7 separate regions of the Mus musculus genome follow, and regions 2, 3, 4, 5, 6 and 7 are each linked to region 1. The links are chromatin contacts, called in public promoter capture Hi-C maps. All regions are on one chromosome and are shown on one strand. The core of a region is the stretch at or near the end of the contact, and the rest is flanking DNA. Distances in the headings are between cores, read along the strand shown.

What was found. Promoter capture Hi-C pulls out the DNA fragments that hold promoters and counts their contacts.
Region 2: a promoter capture Hi-C map of liver shows a contact between it and region 1, with 6 times the contacts expected there. The contact joins the promoter of Hcrt here to the promoter of Rapgefl1 in region 1. A contact is called at or near these places in 2 of 39 promoter capture datasets (liver and pre-B cells).
Region 3: a contact with region 1 is called in a promoter capture Hi-C map of liver, with 6 times the contacts expected there. The contact joins the promoter of Rab5c here to the promoter of Rapgefl1 in region 1. A contact is called at or near these places in 2 of 39 promoter capture datasets (both in liver) and 1 of 115 datasets of contacts at active chromatin or transcription factors (astrocytes).
Region 4: a promoter capture Hi-C map of liver shows a contact between it and region 1, with 5 times the contacts expected there. The contact joins the promoter of Hspb9 here to the promoter of Rapgefl1 in region 1. A contact is called at or near these places in 6 of 39 promoter capture datasets (the C10 cell line, cranial neural crest, hippocampal neurons and 2 more).
Region 5: a promoter capture Hi-C map of hippocampal neurons shows a contact between it and region 1, with 7 times the contacts expected there. The contact joins the promoter of Zfp385c here to the promoter of Rapgefl1 in region 1. A contact is called at or near these places in 7 of 39 promoter capture datasets (the 3T3-L1 cell line, the C10 cell line, cranial neural crest and 3 more).
Region 6: a contact with region 1 is called in a promoter capture Hi-C map of liver, with 4 times the contacts expected there. The contact joins the promoter of Mrpl10 here to the promoter of Rapgefl1 in region 1. A contact is called at or near these places in 2 of 39 promoter capture datasets (liver and pre-B cells).
Region 7: a promoter capture Hi-C map of hippocampal neurons shows a contact between it and region 1, with 10 times the contacts expected there. The contact joins the promoter of Dnajc7 here to the promoter of Rapgefl1 in region 1. A contact is called at or near these places in 7 of 39 promoter capture datasets (the 3T3-L1 cell line, cranial neural crest, hippocampal neurons and 3 more) and 2 of 115 datasets of contacts at active chromatin or transcription factors (astrocytes and embryonic stem cells).

The regions. Positions count from the first base shown.
Region 1 is chr11:98,835,140-98,838,332 of GRCm38.p6, reverse strand. Rapgefl1 (Rap guanine nucleotide exchange factor (GEF)-like 1) reads right to left here and starts at 1,548. Exons shown (of 15, transcript NM_001080925.1): 1 at 660-1,548. The coding sequence starts at 1,179.
Region 2 is chr11:100,761,328-100,764,520 of GRCm38.p6, reverse strand. Hcrt (hypocretin) reads left to right here and starts at 1,590. Exons shown (of 2, transcript NM_010410.2): 1 at 1,590-1,700; 2 at 2,356-2,828. The coding sequence starts at 1,680. The coding sequence ends at 2,727.
Region 3 is chr11:100,736,474-100,739,666 of GRCm38.p6, reverse strand. It overlaps Rab5c (RAB5C, member RAS oncogene family), which reads left to right and starts at 1,452. Exons shown (of 6, transcript NM_024456.5): 1 at 1,452-1,589.
Region 4 is chr11:100,712,472-100,715,664 of GRCm38.p6, reverse strand. Hspb9 (heat shock protein, alpha-crystallin-related, B9) reads right to left here and starts at 1,736. Exons shown (of 1, transcript NM_029307.2): 1 at 1,090-1,736. The coding sequence starts at 1,722. The coding sequence ends at 1,216. It overlaps Rab5c (RAB5C, member RAS oncogene family), which reads left to right. Exons shown (of 6, transcript NM_024456.5): 6 at 1-662. It also overlaps a transcript of Kat2a not described here.
Region 5 is chr11:100,691,003-100,694,195 of GRCm38.p6, reverse strand. It overlaps Zfp385c (zinc finger protein 385C), which reads left to right and starts at 1,730. Exons shown (of 9, transcript NM_001373887.1): 1 at 1,730-1,795. Gm38483 (a long non-coding RNA gene) reads right to left here. Exons shown (of 5, transcript XR_880214.3): 4 at 3,135-3,193.
Region 6 is chr11:97,040,110-97,043,302 of GRCm38.p6, reverse strand. It overlaps Mrpl10 (mitochondrial ribosomal protein L10), which reads right to left and starts at 1,721. Exons shown (of 5, transcript NM_026154.3): 1 at 1,651-1,721. The coding sequence starts at 1,702. Lrrc46 (leucine rich repeat containing 46) reads left to right here and starts at 1,934. Exons shown (of 8, transcript NM_027026.2): 1 at 1,934-2,220; 2 at 2,331-2,436. The coding sequence starts at 2,199.
Region 7 is chr11:100,617,909-100,621,101 of GRCm38.p6, reverse strand. Dnajc7 (DnaJ heat shock protein family (Hsp40) member C7) reads left to right here and starts at 1,475. Exons shown (of 14, transcript NM_019795.5): 1 at 1,475-1,574. The coding sequence starts at 1,498. It also overlaps a transcript of Nkiras2 not described here.

The DNA.
Region 1 (3,193 bases), core at 299-2,798:
CTGGCATTCTCATAGTGGGTGAAATGGCATCATCTCAGGCTTCTCAGGGTGTGGTTATTATTTTTTTAAAAAAGGCCCTCTGCTGAGGCATGGCATGGGAAGGGTGGGTGCTACGGAGGCCCAAAGCCTTCTGGATGCTGCAGTCTCCTGGTATCTTCCCTTAGAGACCTTCGAATTCATCCCCAATAAAAGCAGCCGAGTTCTGTGACTATCCACATGGCCCCACCAAGTGAGGCGCTCCTACACAGCCAGGGACTCCTGTCAGCGGTTTTCAGGCCTCAGCTATGGTCTGGAGGGCAGCGTACAACCTCAGCGGGAAAGCGTCCACCTTAGGGTGTCAGGCCCTAATTTAGGGGCGTGGGAGGAGGTAGGCAGTATCAAGGGCTCGTGGGAGACTGGCTTAAATAGCCGAGAGAGAGGGAGGGTAGTTGAAGGAGAGAGATGGTTTCCCTTCTTCCCCTAGAATGAAGCTAATGTGGGGAGGAAGGTGGGTGCGCATTACCATGCCCCTTCCCCTACATTACTTCGGGCTTCCCCTCATCCTCTACACCAACACTGAGGACAAGAAAAAACAATCAGGGAGCATCCCCCGGGCCAATCCCTCACCTCCCACCCCCAACCCCGTGCTCTCTTGCTCTGGGATGGATGAGCAGGCTTACCTGAGGCGCTGCTGTCCCTGGTGGTCCCTCCAGCCAGGCGCTCCAGAACCCGGTTCAGAAGATGCTCTGGCCGCTCGGGGGCGCCCAGGGGGGCCCAGGGTGGTGAAGCCAGGGGTTCGCCGGGGGATAGCTCATCTGAGGAGTACGAGGAAGGAGAGCGCAGGGGCACCCCAGATCCTATCGGCCCAGGCCCGGGAACCTCCTCTAGCTGCAGCCAACAGGGCCCCCCACTGCCCGGCTCCTCAGAGACCCCTAATGGCTCTCCCCCTTCCTCCTCAACGGGCGGCTCCAGCCCGGGCTCGGTTGGGGGCTCTCGGAGGAAAGCTGGGAGCAGCAGGCGAGACACGCTCTGACGCCGCTGCAGTGGCCGCAGTCCCCCGGCCGGACCGCCGCCCCCACCAGGGCCCCCACCCCCTCCAGGCCCTCCGCAGCAACCCGGACCCCCGCCGGGACCTCCAGTCACCGCTCGCCCCGCCAGCTGAGACGTCTGCTTCTTCAAAAATTTCTCCAGTGGCTTCATGCCCCCCCCCCCGCCCCTCTCTTAGGGGCCGCCGGGGGACCCAGGTGTCCCAGGCGCGGGCGGGGGGAGGCGGGGACACGATGCTCAGAGCCGGGGGAGCAGAGCCGAGGGCCGTGCCAGGCGTCGGACTGCGAGCGAGAGGTGGCCGAGCCTCGCTGGCCAGAGTCCAGTGGCCAGTGGCCGGGGGAGGTGCCAGAGGGAAGAGGAGCTCGCTCTCAGCGGCCCCCCATGCCGGCTGCGGCCGAAGGGTTGGCAGGCTGAGGGGCTGGTGTCCCCGTCTCAGCGCTCCGGGGCCGGGCTGAGGCGACAGAGGCAGCGGGCGGAGCGCAAGGCTGAGGACGCGGCGGCGGCTGCGCTCCTGGCCCCGGGGAAGGTGGCAGAATTGAGACCGCGCCCCCTCCTCCAGTCCCCGCCCCTACCCTGCTTAGGCCCGCCCCCGCCCGGCCGCGCGAGGCTTGAACTTGGGCTCTGGCGCTGACCGCGAGGAAAATTAGGACTTGGGTTTCTGACAGTCGCAGAAGGGCAAAGGCGAGGGAGAGATCTACCAAAGCAGAGGACTCCTGGCTCTTGATTACCGGGTCTCTTTTGAGCATTTCAAATAACCAGGGCATATGTTTGACCTTGGCACGCCTACCTGTGCACAGGTGAGGCTTATAAAGACTGCTGAACTCTTTGCATCTTTCCCACAATTTTATTTGGTCATTATCTTCCACCTGTTGAGAAGGGCTGGGACGGCGTCTTGGGTAAACTGGTATTGGCACTGGGGGCGGTACCCATATTCCTTTCTGATAGGGTTTAGGGGGTGGTGCAGGGCCGCCCTGTAAGGCAAGTACTGGCAAGTAGGAAAGAGCCAGGCAGAGGCCAGCAGGTTGTGGCAGGTCTAATTGGGGTGAAAAGAGATAGTAGACTGAAAGAGACGACCAAAAGCACAAGGGCATCTTAGCCCAGGTGGTAGCGAAGGGAAGCAAGACTGAAGAGATGTGTAAGTCCCCAAACTGCCAACTATCATCCATCACCTAGCACATTAGTGTATATAGCCATAGAATGGGAGAAATATTGCCCTTACTCCTGGTGGCTACGCCAGAGCATTCTGTCTCCCAGGGTACACTCCACTAGGATGGGGCTGTAGAGACAGTGTGAACACATCCAGGCTTGGTATACATGGTGAAGGAGTGGCACCGGGTTCCTGGTGGGCTGGTGTTCCTTGGGCAAAGTCCCACCCCTGTTTACTGTGCCTCAGCAAGGCATGGATGGACAGGAATGCTAAGAGCTGGGAGTGGTGAAACTGACAGGGTGTGTACTACACTTGTGTTGCTGTCGGTGCAAACTCAGTTCCATGTGTGCTAGAGCATGTGTTCACAGAAATAAAGCTCTGCACACCCATCTGGGGATTTGGAGAGGGAACAAAAAAAAAAAAAAAAAGAAAAAGAAAAAGAAAAAGAAAAAAAAAAGCTCCGATTTTGCTATGAAGCTGGATCTGAGCATTGGTTTCCTGGACAGCCTTAATTGGACACTCGGCCTCTCTTAAGGTTGGAAGTAGGAACTGGCCAGAGTGGCTTAGAGCTCCCCAGGTAACCTTTTAGGAACCAAGAAGAGGGGAGGGCTTCTCTTCTGCACATGCCACAGTTACCAGATTAAGCCGGTTGCCTTGGTAACCTCTTCTCTGGGCAGGATTTGGGATTGTCGGTTAGGAAGGGTGAAAAATTGGGGAGTGTGAAGGGTGTGGGAGCTGGAAATAAAAAGGGACCGAGAGACTTCTAGAAACTAAATGCTTGGGGAATCGGACTCTAGACCCTTCCAGTTACAGAAAGTGGCAGTCACTACATTCAAGACCTTGAATCAGAAGCAAAGGAAGCATTAATTTGTGGTCCTCCTGGAGCAGCAGTGGCTTCCGTTCTGGCTACACACTGAAACCGCATGGGAGCTTTTTGGAATTGCTGATGTCCAGGTCACACCCTAGATCCATTATGGGATCCTGTGGCAGGCCCAAGGTCTCTGTTAGTTTAGAAAGCTC
Region 2 (3,193 bases), core at 341-2,840, 1.9 Mb before region 1:
GAAGGACCCTCTGCCCCACCCAGAAGGAAGTGTCTGTCTAATCTTTGCTGGTGTCTGGGTAGTTCTTGACCTGCTTTGAACTATCCTGGGCTCAGGCTGCACCCCACCCAGATTGACACCTGCCTTGGAGGAGGAGACCTGGAGGCTGGAAAGATGGTTCCATTAGAGCGCTTACTACTTTTTTGCAAAGGATCCAATCTTGGTTTCCAGTGCCTACCTGGTGGCTCACAACTCTCTATAACTCCAGTTCCAGGGGTTCCAAAACCCTCCTTTGGTAGTCACAGGCACCAGGCACATGTGCAGTATAGATCCCTCCACACTGGTAAGCACTCATACATATAAATCTAAAAATAAGAAAATTTAAGAAAATAGGTGGGCTGGGCGTGGTGGCGCATGCCTTTAATCCCAGCACTTGGGAGGCAGAGGCAGGTGGATTTCTGAGTTCGAGGCCAGCCTGGTCTACAGAGTGAGTTCCAGGACAGCCAGGGCTACACAGAGAAACCCTGTCTCGAAAAATCAAAAAAAAAAAAAGAAAAGAAAAGAAAATAGGTAGACACACAACTGTCCCTGCACCCATGCAGGACTGATCTACATCAAGGGCTTCTTTCTTCCTTTCTTTCTTTCTTTCTTTCTTTCTTTCTTTCTTTCTTTCTTTCTTTCTTTTTTTCTTTTGGGTTTTTTTTTTTGGGGGGGCAGGGTTTCTCTGTGTAGCTCTGGCTGTCCTGGAACTCACTCTGTAGACCAGGCTGGCCTCAAACTCAGAAATCCACCTGCCTCTGCCTCCCAAGTGCTGGGATTAAAGGCGTGCACCACCACTGCCCGGCTTTATCAAGGGCTTCTTAAAAGGACCCTGAAGGTGAACCCTGGCCTGGAAGTGGCTTGAGTCCTTGACCACCCACACCCTGTTCCATGGTGGCTCAATCCTGGAGATGGCAGAGTAAGACTACCCTCTTCTCTACTGGCCCAGGAGATGTCTACCCTTCATCAGCTTCTGAACTCCAGGCTTGGCTGCTCTCTCACCCGTGGCCCACAGTAAGTCTCCAGGACTTTCCATGGAGGAGTTTGGTGAAAGGGACAGAAGAAAAGGAGAGCTGGGGGGTGGGGTAGGGGTTGGGGAGTAGGGTGTCAAAAGCTGTTTCCATGGAGGAAAAGGCCCTGGAACCTGATGGACCACAGAGTCAGTGGGGGTGAGAGGGTATGCCACCCAGGTACCCTCCCTACCTTCAACATACCATAGACAGTAATTCTCAGACTGCCATTTCTGCCCCTAATTAGCAACTGTCCCCCCCCCCATTGTCTCCTTCCAGTGTCCCAGCCAAGGCCTCTTTTGTGAACTTAGATTCCTGGGTGCAAGGTAACCTCATTAGTACTCGGAAACTGCCCTATCTCCAAGGAACAGGCAGACAGACAAGCTGGGGACCAGGGACAGGGCGGCCATTCTTTGGGTCCAACCTGGAAACGGTTCCCCTGCAAGATGCTAATCTTAGACATGCCTTTGTCTGGTTTAAGGTGGACACACATACTCATGTCTCCCCCGCACACACACCTCAGAGCATTATAAACCCCTGGCCCCTGGAAGCGAGCCACTGAAGACGACGGCCTCAGACTTCTTGGGTATTTGGACCACTGCACTGAAGAGATCATCTCTCCAGATTACTTTCCCCTGAGCTCCAGGCACCATGAACTTTCCTTCTACAAAGGTAAAGAGCCAGAAACAGGGACATAAATCATCAGACTACTGAGGCCATGATAGTGCTTGCCGAGGACTGGGCTCATATGCTCTTTCTAGCGTGTAGCACTGAGAGAGGAGTATGGGTGGGTTCTTGGCAACCTGCCTCCTTGGTTAACACTGGGTACGCCATTGTGTGGGAGCTCACGTTTAATGAGTTCTTGTATTTCCGATGTTCTCTGTGCTTGTCAGTTATGTCTTGCACTCAACAGGGTAGTAGGGATGATTTTATGCCTGGTTTGTAGGTGAGGAAGGGCTATCCCAAGGGGGTGAGAAACTAGATCAAAGCCACAATGTACAGTTTCCCCAGCAAAGGAACAAACCTGCTGTGTGTGGAGGGAAGGGCTAGTAAGTTTGGTGCAGACAGACTTAGAAGCACCTGTCTGTGGGTGGAGAGTCAAGCCTTTAAATATGTTTGCACAGGACAAACTTCTTCTACCCCAGAGAAGCCTATGAAGGTTTCGAAGACGATAAGGCTCAGTTGTGTATTGAAGGATGAATTGACAAAGGAGCCAGCCGCAGGAAACCCAATGACAGCCTAGCAGGATCTATGGCAACAAGAGGTTCAGAGCCAACTGGCTGTGTGGAGTGAAACCCATTTGCACCTTGTCTCTGTCCCCCTTTAGGTTCCCTGGGCCGCCGTGACGCTGCTGCTGCTGCTACTGCTGCCGCCGGCGCTGCTGTCGCTTGGGGTGGACGCACAGCCTCTGCCCGACTGCTGTCGCCAGAAGACGTGTTCCTGCCGTCTCTACGAACTGTTGCACGGAGCTGGCAACCACGCTGCGGGTATCCTGACTCTGGGAAAGCGGCGGCCTGGACCTCCAGGCCTCCAGGGACGGCTGCAGCGCCTCCTTCAGGCCAACGGTAACCACGCAGCTGGCATCCTGACCATGGGCCGCCGCGCAGGCGCAGAGCTAGAGCCACATCCCTGCTCTGGTCGCGGCTGTCCGACCGTAACTACCACCGCTTTAGCACCCCGGGGAGGGTCCGGAGTCTGAACCCATCTTCTATCCTTGTCCTGATCCAAACTTCCCCCTCTGCTCGCCGCTGTCAGTCTCTTGGTAAATGGCAATAAAGACGATTCTCTGTTGGTGTGACTAATCTATGTTTCTGTGTGTCAAGTTCAGGCCTCCAGGGGGCGGGAAAGCATCTTGAGAATTGTGACGAGTCTAGGGCCTGGAAGCAGCTTGTGTTTCTCATTGCAAATACTTATTTGGTCGGGAAGAATCCAGCAAGGAACCTTGCAGTCCTGGGGTGTGTGCTACACATTTGGGAGGGTGGAAATGAGGTACCGATGTGCCCTCATGTTGTTCTACTACCTACTTTATTTATTTAGAAACAGGGTATCCTCGGTTGCCCTGGAAAGATCAGCATGACCTTATACTTAAATGACCCGATCTTACTACCCTCTATTTCCCCGGTGGTGTTGATACTGCAAGTGTGCTCCACCACGCCTCCTTTATG
Region 3 (3,193 bases), core at 203-2,702, 1.9 Mb before region 1:
CCCCGGGAGAGAGATGCAGAAAGAGGCCAGTGTTGGAGGATGAGGTTAAACAGAAGTGGTCCTAATTCATGCCGGGCGTGGTGGCGCATGCCTTTAGTCCCAGCGCTAGGGAGGCAGAGGCAGGAGGATTTCTGAGTTCGAGGACAGCCTGGTCTACAAAGTGAGTTCCAGGACAGCTAGGGCTACACAGAGACACCCTGTCTCGAAAAACAAAAAACAAAAAACAAACAAACAAAAAGTGGTCCTAATTCATACAGAAGGAATTAGAAGCAACAGAAACAGAACTGACCTGTGGTAGAAGGGTTAGTGGTTTTCATCTATAGTGACGGGTAGAGAGAACACAGGTAGTCTTTGAAGGAGCGCTAATTCTGACTGGGGGCAGAGTGAGGGAGATGAGGGGGTCTGGTATATTTGGGAACAGAGCCTAAGAAAGAAAGCTTAGTCTGTCGTGGTGGTTGCACATGTGTTTAATCCCAGCACTCCAGAAGTAGAGGCAGGAGGATCTCTGTGAATTCAAATACAACCCATCTACAAAGTAAGTTCCAGGCCAATCAGGACTACATAGTGAGAGCCCATGTGAAAGGAAGAGAGAGTGAGAGCAACCCTTGGCAGCAGCAGGTCTCCTTTTCAACCATTTAGTATCCTCTAGACAACTCCTTCTTTTAAAAAAAAAAAATTACATTTCTTCAAGTATTTAGCGGGAGGGAGGGTGGATGGGTGGTTGTCAAAAGACAACTAGTGGGAGTCTGTCTTACTCCATGTGAGTCCTGGGCACGGCACTCAGTCAGGCTTGGCTGCAAGCATCTTCACCTGTCGAGCCGTTTCGCTAGCCCCCAGAGAGCCCATTCTATAGAGCTCTCAGAGATTTCATCACCTTTTTTTTTTCTTTCTTTTTTCTTTTTCTTTTCTTTTCTTTTTTTTTTTTTTTTTTAAGCCAGGATCTTACTACATAACCCTAGCTGTTACTCACAGAGATCTGCAAGCCTCTGCCTTCGGATCGAGCCATTACACCTGACTCCATCGCCTTTCCTATAATAGAATGTCCTCAACAATCAGCCTCCTGGGCGGGCTTGGCTTCTCCAAGTTGCCGAGGGCACACGACCGGTCTGCGCGGCTACGTGAACATCATATTTTTCCTTTCTCAATTCTGCATGAACAGCCCTCTGTCTGCTCTCTTGGAAAGCTCAGCCACACGCCTTCCCTCGCGGCACTTGGAACTGGCAGTGACGCGATAAGCAGGCCTGGACCGGCTCCGCCCCACCGGCAGCCGGTTCCACCCAAAACCCAAGTGCCAGGCAGCCCCCGGCTCCTCCCTGTGCGGAGAACTACAAGTCCCGCCATCCCTCGCGCGCACTCTCCCTCCTTTCCCGCGTTGATTGTGGGTAGGATCGGAGTGTCTCCCATTGGTCTGTTCTTTCTGTCAGTCACCTGGGAATATAGAGAGGCGGGGCAGAGCTGAAGATCCGGATCCGGAGCGGCTGAAAGGCGGAAGTGGAGGCCGGAGCCTGGGACACCGCCGGGGGTGGGGGGGAGAGGAGCGGAGTCTGTGGAAGCCCCGGCCCAAAGTAACGCTGCTGCCCGGAGCCGCGGTGAGTGTGCCTGTCCCAGGGCCAGTGTCTCACTTGTGTGGTAGCCTCCCTGGGGTACCCTTTCCTCCTGCCCAACCTTAGCTTAGGGGGACACTGACCCCTCCCCCGACCCGTAGCCCCCTCTTAGGGGCTCACCAGGGCGTCAGGCCAAAGGGGGAGCTCCTCTTTCCTTCGCTAACCTGTCCTTCGGGAGCCTTTGGGAGTCTTTTGAGGCTCTCCTCTGGCCTGTCCAGTCCACTTGTGGGAGAGAGGGACTCTTAAGTTCCGCTCCCCACCCCCTCAGCTTTCAAAATCAAAGAGTCTTTACCAGGTGCGAAGGAACCTGTCCCCCTTCTCTTTTAGAGGTGACGGAGAGTGCTGTCTCTCCTGGTTTTCCTTTCCTGTGTTCTACGCCTCCCACTCCCCAATCCCAACCAAAAACCCAGTTGTCCCCCTGCAGCCCTGAAATTATCTTTATCTCGATTTCCTTTCGGAGATGCGGGGATGGGGGGGGGGGGATGTCGGAATGAGAGTGTTGTACACGCACAGAAGTGTTTTTGCGCGCTTACAGTTCCTTACTTCCTCTTGAGCTTACGAGGACCTCAGCAGAGTTTGAATTCTGGGTCACTTAGACGGAATGGCAGCCTTCTCCTTGGACTGCACGTTATGCCCCCAGCCCTGTCTTAAGTTCTCTCAGTGTGTGTTCGTCTTCCTGCCTCTAAAGAATTTAGCTGAGCTCTGCTCAATCCTAGGGACAGATCACAGATCAGGGAGGATCTGCCCATTCATTATCTTCTGTCTCCCCTCCTCCTTCCCCCCTGCTTCAGGCCCAGCCCTGTCCTTCCAGAGCATGTGAGTGGTTTCCTTAGAGAGACTGCTGCCTGCTTATCTATAGGGGTGGAGAATAGACCAAATAGGAGTAGTGTGAAATTGAGGCACCATCTCTTAACCACCCTGAATCACACACCACTATACACTTGAGCAACAGGTCCATTCCTCACCAGAGTCTCCACTCCCCTCTTGGCTTGGACTTTTTCACAGAGCAGTTAGTCCACATCACCGTGGCAGGTATAGTTTTCGTCCGTAAAGGAATTGCTTATGTGTGCTGGAAAGTGCCAGTTCCCCTACTGTATTGACACAGGATTCTTGTGTTTTCCTTGGGACTTAAGTGTGTGAAATGGCTGGTATCTCTGACCAAGCTGGAAGGTTCTCTTGTTATGCGGCCAAAGTACAGGTTAGAGACTGCCTTCCTGAGGAGTAGCCTGATTCTGAAGCCACAGCTGACCCTTGCTGTCTTGCAGTGGAGGAAGAGTGGGAAAGCCATTCAGTCCTTGGGCATCTCTGATCAACTTTTTTTTTTTTGGTTTTTTGAGATCTGATCAACTTAAGATGCTTTTCTTACTACACAAAGGCTAAACATTTTGCTTTGAGATCTTTCCAACCTACTTCTGGACAGTTTCCGGTGTTCAGTCAGTATAACAATCAATCAATCCTCTCTCTCTCTCTCTCTCTCTCTCTCTCTCTCTCTCTGTGGGCTCAGAGATTCAGCTAGCCTAGTTTCTCTGATCTGTTCAACATGTGCCTCTGAGGGAGAGGGCCAGTGACCCCTGCCTGTTTACAGGGAT
Region 4 (3,193 bases), core at 487-2,986, 1.9 Mb before region 1:
CCACATCTTAACTTGTTGGGAGCGTCTTAGGCTGGGGCAGTGGGCAGGCCCTGAGCTGGGGAAGGGACAGGCTGCTCTTCCCTCAGCTGGCTGTCAATCAGGCTGCAGCCTCCTCCCCAACTGACTCCCAGCTGGGAGAGAAACCGCAGCATTACTTAAGCATCATTATTGACAGCCGGACACCCATGGCCCAGGATCCCTCCACCCTTGGTCACTCTGACCTCTGGCTCTGAGCCCTGTTCTGACCAAATCACGATGATGAGTATTTGGGGGTGGGTGGGTAAGGGGGGGGAGTGGGAGGGATGGAACCAACTTTTTCTGTATTTTGTATTGTATGTTTTCTTCACCATGTAACCAATCAGTATCTTGTCAATATAGTCAGCCGATCGATCGACCTCACGCTTGTCTTCCTCGTCCTTCTCTGGCAGCTGATCAGGCCATACGTAGCCTCTCTGTTTTTCCTGAAGTTAATTTAAATGAATCATCCAATCTCATTAAATGGCTCTACTCCCTGTGTGTGAGAGGATGCTGGTGGTCATGGTAACCAAAAGAAAGAAGCCCTGCTGTTGGTAGTTCTGATGGTGGAAGAGGATAGGACTGACCTGGGGCTGACATCTGTCTCCCCCCAGCTTACATTAAAGGATATGCAACCTGTATTTGAAGATTGTTGGTGTCTGAAGTGACCTGTGAGGGTTTTTTGATAGGACCTAATTAGGACTCAGACCTTTTTTTTTTTTTTAAATATCTCCTCTCCCTGACGAGGAACACCGAGTACTGGTCGTAAGGCCGGTGCTACAGCCCATCACTACCACTGTCCTTCGTGACACCTCCATGCCAGGTTCAACACTGTCCATCCTGGTTCAGACCATCAGCTGATTCTGAATGGCAACAGCTAGGCTGTCCCAGCTCTCTGCTGCTCCCTGCTGGAGCTATTGCTATTGGCTAAATCCATACACACCCCTAGTTTATCTCAGGGCCAGAAACTTGATTATTGATGTACTTACTACCACCTTGAGTTCCCTCCCCTGGTCACCCTACTCCCTACAGCTCCAACCCTTCACCCTCAGGAAAAAAGCAGGAGGACTTAAGGCTGCTGCACACCTCGGTTTAATACATTAGGGTAGGTTGTAGTGCCTAGGGCCTCCCCTCCTGAGTCTCAGGGCCGAGTCTGTTTGGGCTTCAACTCTTCTCCCGCAGGAAGAACGCTAAGAGACTCTAAGGATTCTTCACACTTTCGTTTTGTAAGGAGCTCTTAGGCCCTCCCCTCCTGGGTTTCTGGGACTGGCCTGTTTGAGCTTCAGGGGGAGGTAGGCACTTGTTTTGTCCCCTGAGCCACAGATGGCCAGAGGGGGTCAGGCTGCAGGTCATGGCTGCAGGATCTAAGGTCGGCGGGAGCTGCATTTGTCGGTGAACACTCTGCTCCATGCGGTAGCGGCCCCTGCTCGGGTCATTCGACTCGTGTTGCCGCTGGCCGGTCACCGTCAGATTCTGGCCGTCTATCCGCACCACCAAGTCCTCCGGAGCGAAACCTTGGGCATCCACCTTTATTTGGAAACTTGGTTGCTCACAGCCATTGCCCTGCACCTCATCCCTGAGCAGCCTCACTGGTAGAGTGGCCACTTGATTCCGTTCAGCAAGGGCCACGCTGGGACATCGGGAAGCTACCCGGTTTTCCCCGGGTTCGCGCTGCCCGGTGGAGAAACTGCTTCCTACCCGCTGCATCCGAGAGTGCAACTGCTGCCTGAGGGCGCGAGGGCTCCCCAACCCCCCATCCGGGGCGGGTGCGAAGAGGAAGGGCCCGCCCACTCTTCCCATCCAGAAGGGCAAAAACACTCAAGTCGCTGTCTTATCTTCCTTGCAAGCGCTGCAGCTTTTGTCCAGAACCGGCTTCTGCTTCTCCCTGGGCCCTTCTCTCACATCAGAGGGCAGGAAGGAGGCTATGAAGGAACTGGATCACCTGAATGTGCGGGGTTACAGCTCCATCCTGGGAGCTGATGGGATTGAGCAACGGGGTTGAAAAGGTCTGGCTTGCTCTGCCCTGCCCTGCCCTGCCGGCCCTGCCCTACCCTGCCCTTTTAAGAATCGGGCCTGGGGCAAGGAAAATTGTTCTCTGGACTGAGCCAAAAGAGGGGGCCTTTCTGATCTTCCAGGAAGAACTATCCCTGACCTTTCACAGTCTACCTCTACAATGGGAAGAAACTGTCTATTTCTCTGGCTTTCCTCCACCCCCACCCCCCCATTAAGGAGTGGGCAGGGAAAAAGATGGAGGTAGGATGGAAGGGTATGAGGTCAGGAATCCTCTCCATCTTCAAAGCTGCCTAGGCGAGCCAGAAGAGGGGACCACCCCCTACCCTCCGCATCTTCAGTGTTGGTCTCTCTGGTTCTTTAGTTCTCAGCACACACAAACACACTCCCCCCCCCCTTTCCTGCCCACTCCCAACACACACACACACACACACACACGAATGCCCGTGCATGAACACACACATTCAACAGCAGCATGGCCCACAACTATGTCTCTTTGTTCTTTTGAAAATAAAACCGTTTCTGTTTAACAGCAACCCAAGTATAGAAAAAGCTGATTGTCACTGGGCAGTGATGGCGCATGCCTTTAATCCCAGCACTTGGGAAGCAGAGCCAGGCGGATTTCTGAGTTCGAGGTCAGCCTGGTCTACAGAATGAGTTCCAGGACAGCCAGGGCTTCACAGAGAAACCCTGTCTCAAAAAACAAAATAAAACAAAACAAAACAAAACCCAAAAACTGATTGTCAAAGTTAATTCATAAGTGTGAACACCACAGTACAAATAGTAGAATTAATGTTACATTTTATCTCTATTGTAGCTGCAAGCCTTAGCCGGCAGCCACAATAGGGCAGGCTTTTGCAATGTGGGAGCCAACCTCAGGCCCAGGCCTGTTCTTCCACCTATGGACTTTAAAAGGGCAGCATCCACAAATCCTCCAGACGGCCAGTGTTCTGGGGTGCCTCTTGTTCCCAAGAGGATAGTAATTGTCACTATCTCGGATGGCTTAAAAAAGATTAGAATGAAGTAATGGTCAAATCTAGGATGCTCAACCAAGCGACATTTGGTTGTCTGGAACCAAGAAAAAAAAAAGTATGGAAGGCCAAAGGATGGGAAGCGGCAAAGGAAGACTACGACTCCCATCGTGCGCCGGGGCCGTGACGCCTGCGCA
Region 5 (3,193 bases), core at 481-2,980, 1.9 Mb before region 1:
AGAAAAAAGAAATGAAAGGAAAAATGTCTTCTGTGTCTGCCAAGTTCTCATGTAGATCACCAGCAGGATAAATCTGAGGTGCCCAAGACAGGGTTCACAGGCCGAGAACACACCCATCACAGAAGCGGCTCTGGGTTTCATTCCTAGATCTAAAAAGCTTCAATTTGAGGCTCTTTAAGAATGTAAAGTCCTTGTCTCCTTGCCACCCTGTGACAGGTTCTAACTCTTCAACCCCCCCCCTTGTCCCCCCTTCTCACTTGAGAAAAAGCATCCGAGAGCCAGTATTGGAGGGCTGGAGTCAGGTAGGCATGGAGCAGGGAGAATCAGAGAGGCCTAATTTTTTTTTGTTCTGATTTTAATAGAGGCAAGATCTAGGTTGATTCTTCAGGGAAAGGGCTATTTCTGTAGTAAGAGGCCCAGCAGGCACAAGCCACCTTTGGGGGGGGGGAGGGATGGAAGGGTTAGGGCAGATTCCACAGAAGGATGACAGTTCTTCCTGTTATCCAACCTGTATCTCTTCTGCTTCATTCTTGCCCTGCCTCAAAGTGCATAGAAAAGAATTGATTCTCTCTTCTCCCAGTCTTTTCTGGCTAAAGCTAAAAATTCACAGCCACTCTTTTGGGCAGCCATCTTAACTAGGGTAACTCTTTCTCAGAGTGTCCTTGGTCCCTTCAGGAGTCATCCCCCCCCAACCACCAGCCAGGAACGTGCCTTTTACAGGTCAATAAAATTAGCGACTGATGGAGGAGGGGGCGGGGGCAGAGTGCTAAGCTCAGTGGCCTTGAATGTGGCTGGACTCACGGAGTCTGGACGCCTGTCATTCCAGTGCTAAACAGTGACAGCTGAGGGACCTGCCAGGGGGGTTTGGGGTTTGGAGGAGGGCCCTGTGTTGCCAGGAGAGAGGAAAAAGATGGATGCCTAATGTCTCTCTAATCACTGGGTCTTTATATTGCTGACCTTTAGGCAGGAGTTAGGGAGGGGGTGGGGTAAGGGTGTCTCCACCCATCTTCAATTTTGTGAGACCCTCAGACTGAGGGGAGGGAGACTCAGGCAAATCTGTTCTTGTTGCTGCTTTGGGCTGGGGGGTGGGGGGTCTTCTGGCGGAGCCAGGCTTGTGAACATCTGGACCAGGCTGTCAGATAGAATTGTATAAGGTCAGGAGGACTCAGGTTTTCTAACCCTCCGAGAGTCAAGTGTAGGTTCGTTGCCAGTGCTCCTGGCACTTAGGAAGCTGAAGAAAAACTGGTGCTAGTTGAATTCAAATGTGGCCTGAGTGCAGCCTTCCTAGCCTTGGGAAAAACAAATGAGGAGGAAGAGGCAGTGGGGGAGGAGAAACATGACAATGATGATGACAAAAGGAAGGAAGGAAGGGAGAAAGAAAGAAAAAGAAGGGAGGAAAGAGAGAGCCCACACATACGTGAGCAAGCATGATTGGTGGTACATGCATGTATGTAATCCTAGCATTTAGAGGGTGGAGGCTAGAGGACCAAGAGCTCAAGGTAGTCCTGGGCTACATAAGACCCTATTTCAAATGAGACGGGGAGAGAAGGGAAAGGAAGAGATAAAAGAAAAGAAACCGGAACTCCCAGTGGCCCTGTTTCTCTGCTCTATACTCAACAACCTCAAAATGCTTACCGACTCCTCACCTTCAGGACTGGGGTGGGACTGGAGACCCCGCCCCTCCCAGCTCGTCCCCGCCCCCAGCCCGCCAGCCCCGGCCCGCGAGCCCAGAGCTTTTGCGCTGCAAACCAGGCGAGAGCAGGTGGCCACCGCCGGCTGCATCTCTTTCCTGCAGGTAAGACACTCTGAGGATCTCGAGGTCAGCTCGGAAAGACAAGGCAGAGCCTTCTGTCTCCTGCCCGTCTCAAACCTAGGGGACACCCAGAGACAACTAGGCTCGGTAGGCGGGTGCGATAAAACTCTAAGGAAGTTGGAGGGAGCCGCTGGCTCTACGGGATAATGCCAGAGTCCAAGGGCTGCGGAAAGCAGCAACGGGCAGCAGACACTACAATGTTCCGAAGGGCAGCAGGTGAACTTCGTCACCCCAAGTACCCTTTGTGTGTCCCAGGGCAATATATTCGCAGTTCGGAGTAATGGAGTGAACCGAAGGGTTTCTGTTCTGGGAGCAAGTGAGTGACAGCTGTTGCCTATCAGCGTGGGACTTGGGTTTTCTGGTGTCCCTGGGTCATCTGCATCATTTGCACTTGGCTATAGATGGCGAGAGGAGGTGGGGAATGAGGAAATGCCAGAATCCAGAGGGCCCAGGATCAGCAGGTCCATCCTGCCTAGTGTCTTAGAGTCAGACCCTGAGAATGAAGGCAGGCCTGGGATGACTGTGCCCTCTTATGTGGGATTTGGGCTTTAGGATGAGACTCTGCCTCCCAGAACTCCAGGGAGGGTTTTCTGGGAGACCTGATCTGAGATAACTCAGCTGTGATGCCAAGATTCCTGAGTCAGAAAAGAGAGGCAATTTGGGACCTTGTGAGCCACTTAAGTAAAGACCCCCGGGGTGTGGAACAGAGGGAGGGAGGGTGCTACCTAGTCCCAGTCAAGACTCCAGGAACCTTCCAGAGATCATCCCCAACCTTTGGACAGACTGAAGAGACGATTAGGGCAGGGGATTTTTTTCATGTTTTTCATGACTGTCTAGATCCAGCATTCCACGATCTCCTCCCACACACACCATCATTGTCAGGAAATTCTTCCTCGTGTATTATGTTCAAGTGTGTGTGTGTGTGTGTGTGTGTGTGTGTGTGTGTGTGTTATGTTCAAGTGTGTGTGTGTGTGTGTGTGTGAGAGAGAGAGAGAGAGAGAGAGAGAGAGAGAGAGATCTACATGCCATGGCATGTGGGTGGAGGTTGGAGGACAACTTGCTAGAGACAACTCTCGAGGTCCACCATGTATATGGATACTGGGGAATTGAACTCAGATCCTCAGGCCTGGCAGCAAGCGTCTTTATCGAAGCCATCTCATTGGCCCTTGCTCATTTCCTACCATCCTTTCTGCTTCTGGGATAGCTTCTTGCTGGGAGGCAGTGAGCTGTAGGGCAAGAGACCTTGGGGTGGGTTAGCACTGAGTCCTCGACCTCTGTCCTTGCTTCCTTACTTGAAAATGGGGTTAAGGTTAGGACCCACCTCATAGGGTAGCTGCAGGGATTTAATGAGAATTCGCAGAAGAGCATCTAGCCCGGTCT
Region 6 (3,193 bases), core at 472-2,971, 1.8 Mb after region 1:
ACAATATGTAAAGCAAAGAGACCGTGCTCCAGTAAAACTATTCATAAAACAGTCATCCGGGCTGGGACTGCAACTCAGAGGTACAGAACTGGTCTACCTGCCCAGCCCGAGGTTCCATCCCTAGCAAGCAAGAAAAACAGAGCAAATGAAAGAACACCACCATGACCAACCATGCCAGTCCTCACTCAAAGCAGCAGTTCTTGAAGCACAAAGACCTCCATCAAGACACCAACATCTGCTTTGTGTGGGAGTGCACATACTTTCCTGCCTGCCCTAAACCTATAAAATTTGAAACTCGGTGGTGGGGTCCAAAAAGTTGTATTTTAATAAACTCTTCCCGTGCTAATGATGGCTTCATCCCACGGCTCTGAGGCTCCTATGACTTGAAGCAAGTAGGGGGTAAAAACACAACAACCTCACAATTCGCCCAAAGGAGTCTTTCTTCAGGTCAGATGGTGAATACCTGAAATCCGAGTTCAAGATCAGCCTCACTAATGAGACCCTGACTCAAACTGCAAAACTAAGGCCTGCGAGACGACTAATCCAGTGCAATAAATGCACTTCCCACCAACTCTGACAACCTAAACACAACCCTTGGAATCCCCCTATGATGGAGAAAAGAAAAAGAGGCACGCAAGCTGCCTTCTGACCTTTTTGTGCCCAATAGCACAAAATGATGATAATAGGAAAAGCTTGGAAGGTCCCCTCTGCACCCAAGGACATTCTTCAAAGCTCTGAGCCAACGTGACTCTTTCAACCCTAACATAAAGACCAATAGCGTCGTTTTGTAGGGAAAAGATCAGCTAGAAGACTCCAGGTAATATAGAGGATTGCCAGGGTGAGAGGTTTTATGGTTAAGGGCCACAAGAGCTGTTACGAGTGCCTTTGGGATGAGATGGGGCTGGAGAGATGGCTCAGCGGTTAAGAGCACTGACTGCTCTTCCAGAGGTCCCGAGTTCAATTCCCAGCAACCGCATGGTGGCTCACAACCATCTGTAATGAGATTTGATGCCCTCTTCTGATGTGTCTGAAGACAGCAACAGTGTACTCACTTACAGAAAGTAAATACTTCTTTAAAAAATAAAAATAATGCCTTCCTCCCAAGGTGCCTTTGCTTTGAAGCAATGAGTACAATCCTACAGTATGGTGTCAAATTTACCCATTAAATGCCTGATGCCTATTAACAGCAGACACCACAGCTGAGATGGACACAGTGAAGTTTAACAGATCAGACGAGACACGTGCATAAACAAAACTAGACTGAATTGATAAAAGTAAATTTCACCAAAGAACCTGCTCTTTATGGAGAGAGGGTAGTTGAGAGAAGACTTGAATCTGTGTTTGGGCTAAGACCTTAAGAAGGAATACATAAATTTTCTGGAAAGGACTCTCCGGGACCAGGAGTAAGAACTGAGCGAAGGGTTAGAAAAATCCAAAGCGAGGTCCTGTGATTCCCGGCTTGGGGGGAGGGGCTGTGGAAGGGATGTCACCGGCAGGTAATGACCCAGTCAAATCAGAGATCCGGCTAGTGGCAGGGTCTCCTAGAGCTGTCGACGGTCAGAGATTACGGGAAAGGTCAGAAGGAAAGGAGGGTGGCGAGGGCTAGAGAGCGCCATCCTGCGTGCAGGGAGGCCCTGGGCCACTCCTTACCCGCCCGGGGCGGGAGACCTCCACGGAGGATCCCGGCCACCGCCGCAGCCATCGCTACAGGAAGTTCCCATGCGCGCTGCGCGGAGACGGAAGTAGCTAAGGATTGTGGGGCAGCAGTAAAAAAAAAAAAAAAAAAAAAAAAAAAACAAAAACCCGGGCCCGGAAATAGTGGGCGTGGCGCCTGATAGGGCCGCTATGCGCATGCGTGGAGCTGGGCCTCTTTCTCCTCTTCCCCCCCTCCCCCCGTTCCGTCAGACCTGGCGTCCAGTCTCCTAGCAACGACGCGAGACCTCAAGGAACGGTTCTTTCTATTCCTTCTGGTCCTTTCAGTTTAAGGCCAGTAAAGCCACGCTACACACCTCTAACTCCAGATCCTTCGTTCCCATTTACTCCTATTTTCCACCGCACCCCCAATAATTCTCAGAACCCCCTGCCCTTGTCTCCTCAGTCTTCCCTCCAACCTGGGTTCAACCAGCCCAACCGTCTAAGCTTCTCTGCTCGCCTTCGTCCATCTACCTGCCTCAAGCAGCCGCTGTTTATTTTAGATCATGCCAGGAGACGAGCAGGAAGGTGAGTTGACAGAACAGTTGGGCAACAGTGAGGTCGGTCGGGTTTCCAAAAAAAAAAAAAAAAAAAAAAAAAAATGAACCCAAGGCGACAAAAGGCTCATCTTTCCCCAGCTAAGAAAGCTGCCCAGAGAACCGAGGAAGGTGTCCACATTACTGAAGCCCTTATCACCAAGCGGAACCTGACCTTCCCTGGAGATGAAGACCTGTCAGAAAAGATGTGAGTGGACAGGAGAGAAAGGGGTGATAGAAGGCGGGAACAGTGACGTCCAGGTTGCTGAGCTGTACTGACTTTGAAACTTTCTCTCCTTACTTACTCCACTTACTAATCAGTATTACTTTCCGGTTGGTTTTTTTACTTTTTTTTTTGTTTTGTTTTGTTTTGTTTTTTTCGGGACAGGGTTTCTCTGTGTAGCCCTGGCTGTCCTGGAACTCACTCTGTAGACCAGGCTGTCCTGGAAATCAGTAATCCACCTGCCAATGCCTCACAAGTGCTGGGATTAAAGGCGTGCGCCACCACCACCCAGCGGTTTTTACTTCTTGAAGACGATTTTTTTCATACATCCTCAGCTGCCTTGGAGGTCACTACCTCACCTCTTAGCAAACTTCAAAATTCTCCGCCCAGTTCCCAGTCTGGCCTTCCCATACTGCTGTTACACCATTGATTGTTATAAATGATAAATCTAATTACTCCCTGGTAGAAACTTCCTCAACAACCTACTACAGCCAGAGTAAAATCCAAATAGCATTAACCAACCTTATTTACAGCTACATTCTGCAAGTGTGCAATTCCTCATACCATGTTCTTTTTTTCTTTTCTTTCTTTTCTTTCTTTTTTTTTTCTTTGGTTGTTTTTTGTTTTTGTTTTTTTTCCGAGACAGGGTTTCTCTGTGTATCCCTGGCTGTCCTGGAACTCACTTTGTAGACCAGGCTGGCCTCGAACTCAGAAATCCGCCTGCCTCTGCCTCCCGAGTGCT
Region 7 (3,193 bases), core at 226-2,725, 1.8 Mb before region 1:
ATGAAAAGACTTGGGGGATGTGTGGTGTGGGGACAAAAAGCATTGATGACAAGGTTTCAAGCTAAGGGCAGTGGGTCTGTGTGATTTACCCCAGGTTTCATGTTGAACAGATGAACAGAAGAAATCTAACATAAGAAATTCAGGAAGGAAGAAAAAAATTGTTTCCCCCCCCCCCGTTGTTGAAAAATGGGTGAAAAATTAAATTCGTTAATTAAGGCAGTGGTTCTCAACCTGTGTGGGTCATGACTTTTTTTGGCAAACCTCTATCTCCAAAAATATTTACATTACAATTCATAAGAGTAGAAAATTTATAGCTACAAAGTAGCAACAAAAAATAATTTTACGGCTGGGGATCACCATGACAGGAGGAACCATATTAAAGGGTCACAGCATTTCAATTCACTGAGGTCCAGCTATCATTCTCTATCCAGTGGCCCAGGTAGTTTCCACTCCGTCAGTAATGATAAGGACCTACAAATAAGGTTAGGGACTTTGACACACACTTTCCTTAAGGGAAATTTAAATTCCATTGTCTTATTTTCGTTCCTTTTGGCTTTAAATTACAATTTCAAGGTCGTCTCCTCCCCACATTTAACCTCAGAGGGCCTCAATTTAATCCAACACTGTTGTGTGTGGTAGTGGTACTACAAAGATAATTATGCTGTCTTCCCAATCCAGACAACATCTGGCCAGACAAGCGTGCTGGGTAGAGTTTATGAGAAGTAGGAGTACAGGGGACACTGAGGAAAAGGGACCTCACCCCATGAGCTGCCTTATAAACTCCGGGGCAGGGGCTGGCGCGCCATGTCATCCTTTCTAGGCTTAACGCTGAGATGGCACTCCCAAGCGGCTGACATGAAAGCAGCCTCATAAAAGGGTCCGCGTCATTGGGGTGATGAACCAGTTGGTGCTTAGAGATCCGTGGAGGATGAAAGGAGCAGGGTGAAGACGCCCTGCGTTCCCCTCGCTTGGTTGGGCAGGGCTTCCAGGAACTGATGAAGCTGGGGATTGGGCTCAAAGTAGCTCTTCATGCCTTTCCAGGGAGGAAGCTGTGGACACACTGCAAAGTCAGGAAGGTAGTCTTGGGGGGGGCTTTTCTTCCTCAAGTGTCTTGGGGACCCCGTCTCCACCCACCAGGGACTCCCAAGCGTTACCGGAGGCTCTCTAGGATTGCTAGTTGTTATGGCAACCGGGCTGTAGGGATACTGAGGCAAGCTTAGGCCCAGAGAGGCAACCTCCTTCTGTACCCTCCTCCTATTCACGGGTAAAGTGGCGCCCCCTACGCACAGGAACCGTCCCTGGGCCCCCGCCCCAGCGCGGAGACCACCGTGGACCTCCAGGGATGGAAGGCCGCTCTGGCCCCAAGCGGAGCCTCTCGTTGGTAGACGGGCTCGAGGGAGTCCCTCTGGGCGCGGCGCCGCCGAGCGGCTCGATGCTCCGACCGGAAGTGCTCTACACCGTCTGCCTCCCACCCGGCTCTCTGGTCCCGGCGGTAAGATGGCGGCTACCGCGGAGTGCGATGTGGTAATGGCGGCGACCGAGCCTGAACTGCTGGAGGACGAAGACGCCAAGAGGTAACCAACCGGGTGGTAGAGTCATGGAGGAGACGAGCTTGCAGCTCGTGGCTTGGGGCAGGTGGACCCGCCAGCGAGGCAGCCCCCAGATGCAGAGACGATGGCTCTCCTGCAGACACCCCCCGCCCCCATCTGAGCTGGAGTCGACCGAGATCCCTCTGAAGGGGTACACTTAGGGGGTCTGCTGTCCCCTTCTGCTTCCGCCTAGCAGGGAGCTTGAGGCATGGTCTTGTTCTGCCGCGGGGAGGAAGGTGGACTTCATCGTGGAGGCCGGGTTCCCGGGCGGGGGCGGGGGGAAGGGTAGGAACCCCAGAGGTCGGCTGCAGAGTGGGGGAGGCGTCGCGGCGACAATGACGACTTCCTTAACAGAGCCCCGACCTCCGCCCGCTCTGGTTAACTTGTGTGCATTGTTGCCCGTCCTGACTGGTCGTCTCCGAAGCCCGCATTCTCCTCCTCACTTCCCTTTCCTCACTAATGACCCTTAGTGGTCTCTAGTGTGAGGCTGAGAGAATTGGATGCTCACTGTATGGACCTGGTCGCCCCCCACTCCCCGATAGCCGTAGAAGTTAAGAATGGATAGACAGAAGGGCGAATGAGGAGCTTGTCTCTTGCAGTACGGGGGCAGACGCTTCTTCGCCATTCCTCCCAAGAGCATTCTTAAGCTCAAGGAGAACAGCTGTTTAAATGCAGTTGGCACTGCTGGGCAGCTGCAGTGGCTCGGGATTGCTAGTCTGGCCTAGCCTAGGGAGGTGCTGAGTGAGTGGTTTTTCTCGAACACTTGGTGAATTCCGACACCAGCTTAAGAACGGGTTTTCAAAGCGGGGTGGGGTGGGGTGGGGTGGGGGGGTTAGAGTACGCTTGGGAGCGGGCGGGACTTGTTCTGATACCAAAGGTGAACTGATTCTTTTATCAGTAGCATGATTAATTTGATCCTTTTCTTAGGATGGACTACAGTCCCCTTACTCTCCTTCCCTTGTGGTTCATGTTCATACCAAGCCTGTAGGGAATGTCTTCAGGCTGAATAATTTGAACAGAGTCAGTTCAGGAGGTCTAGAAATCAGGATTCTGAGGGGTTTACTGTCCAAGTTAGACTTATAAGCGGTACTCGGAGAGATACGGGGAATATTGTAGTCATCAGGTGTATGGTAGTACCTGACTTGAAAGCTGAGATGCTAGACAAAGTGTAGTTGATCAAGAGCTATCAAGTTTAGCCTTGCCTCCTCCTCCTCCTGTTTGAGTTTCCATGTCATTACAGTGTCTGGAGTTAAGCATCATCCGCTCCTATATAACTTAAGGTATTGCCAAATGAGAACGGAAGCCCCTCGCTAACACAAACAGAGCTTACATTTTATTTTACTTATATTTGGAAAGAATTTAGTGCTTCTTACTGCTATAAATAGGGACTTTGGCTATATGTCATTTGAGGAATCTATCCTACTCAAGTGTAAATCTCCTGTAGAGAGTGTCACTGATTCGGACTTGAAACAGGTCTCTATGTAGACCAGCCAGTCTTGAACTCATAGAGAACCGTTCATCTGCCTCTGCCTCCCAAGTGCTGGACTAAAGGTGTGCACCGGTTACACTAGGCTAACTTCTGTGTCCCCTCTCTAAAGCAACTC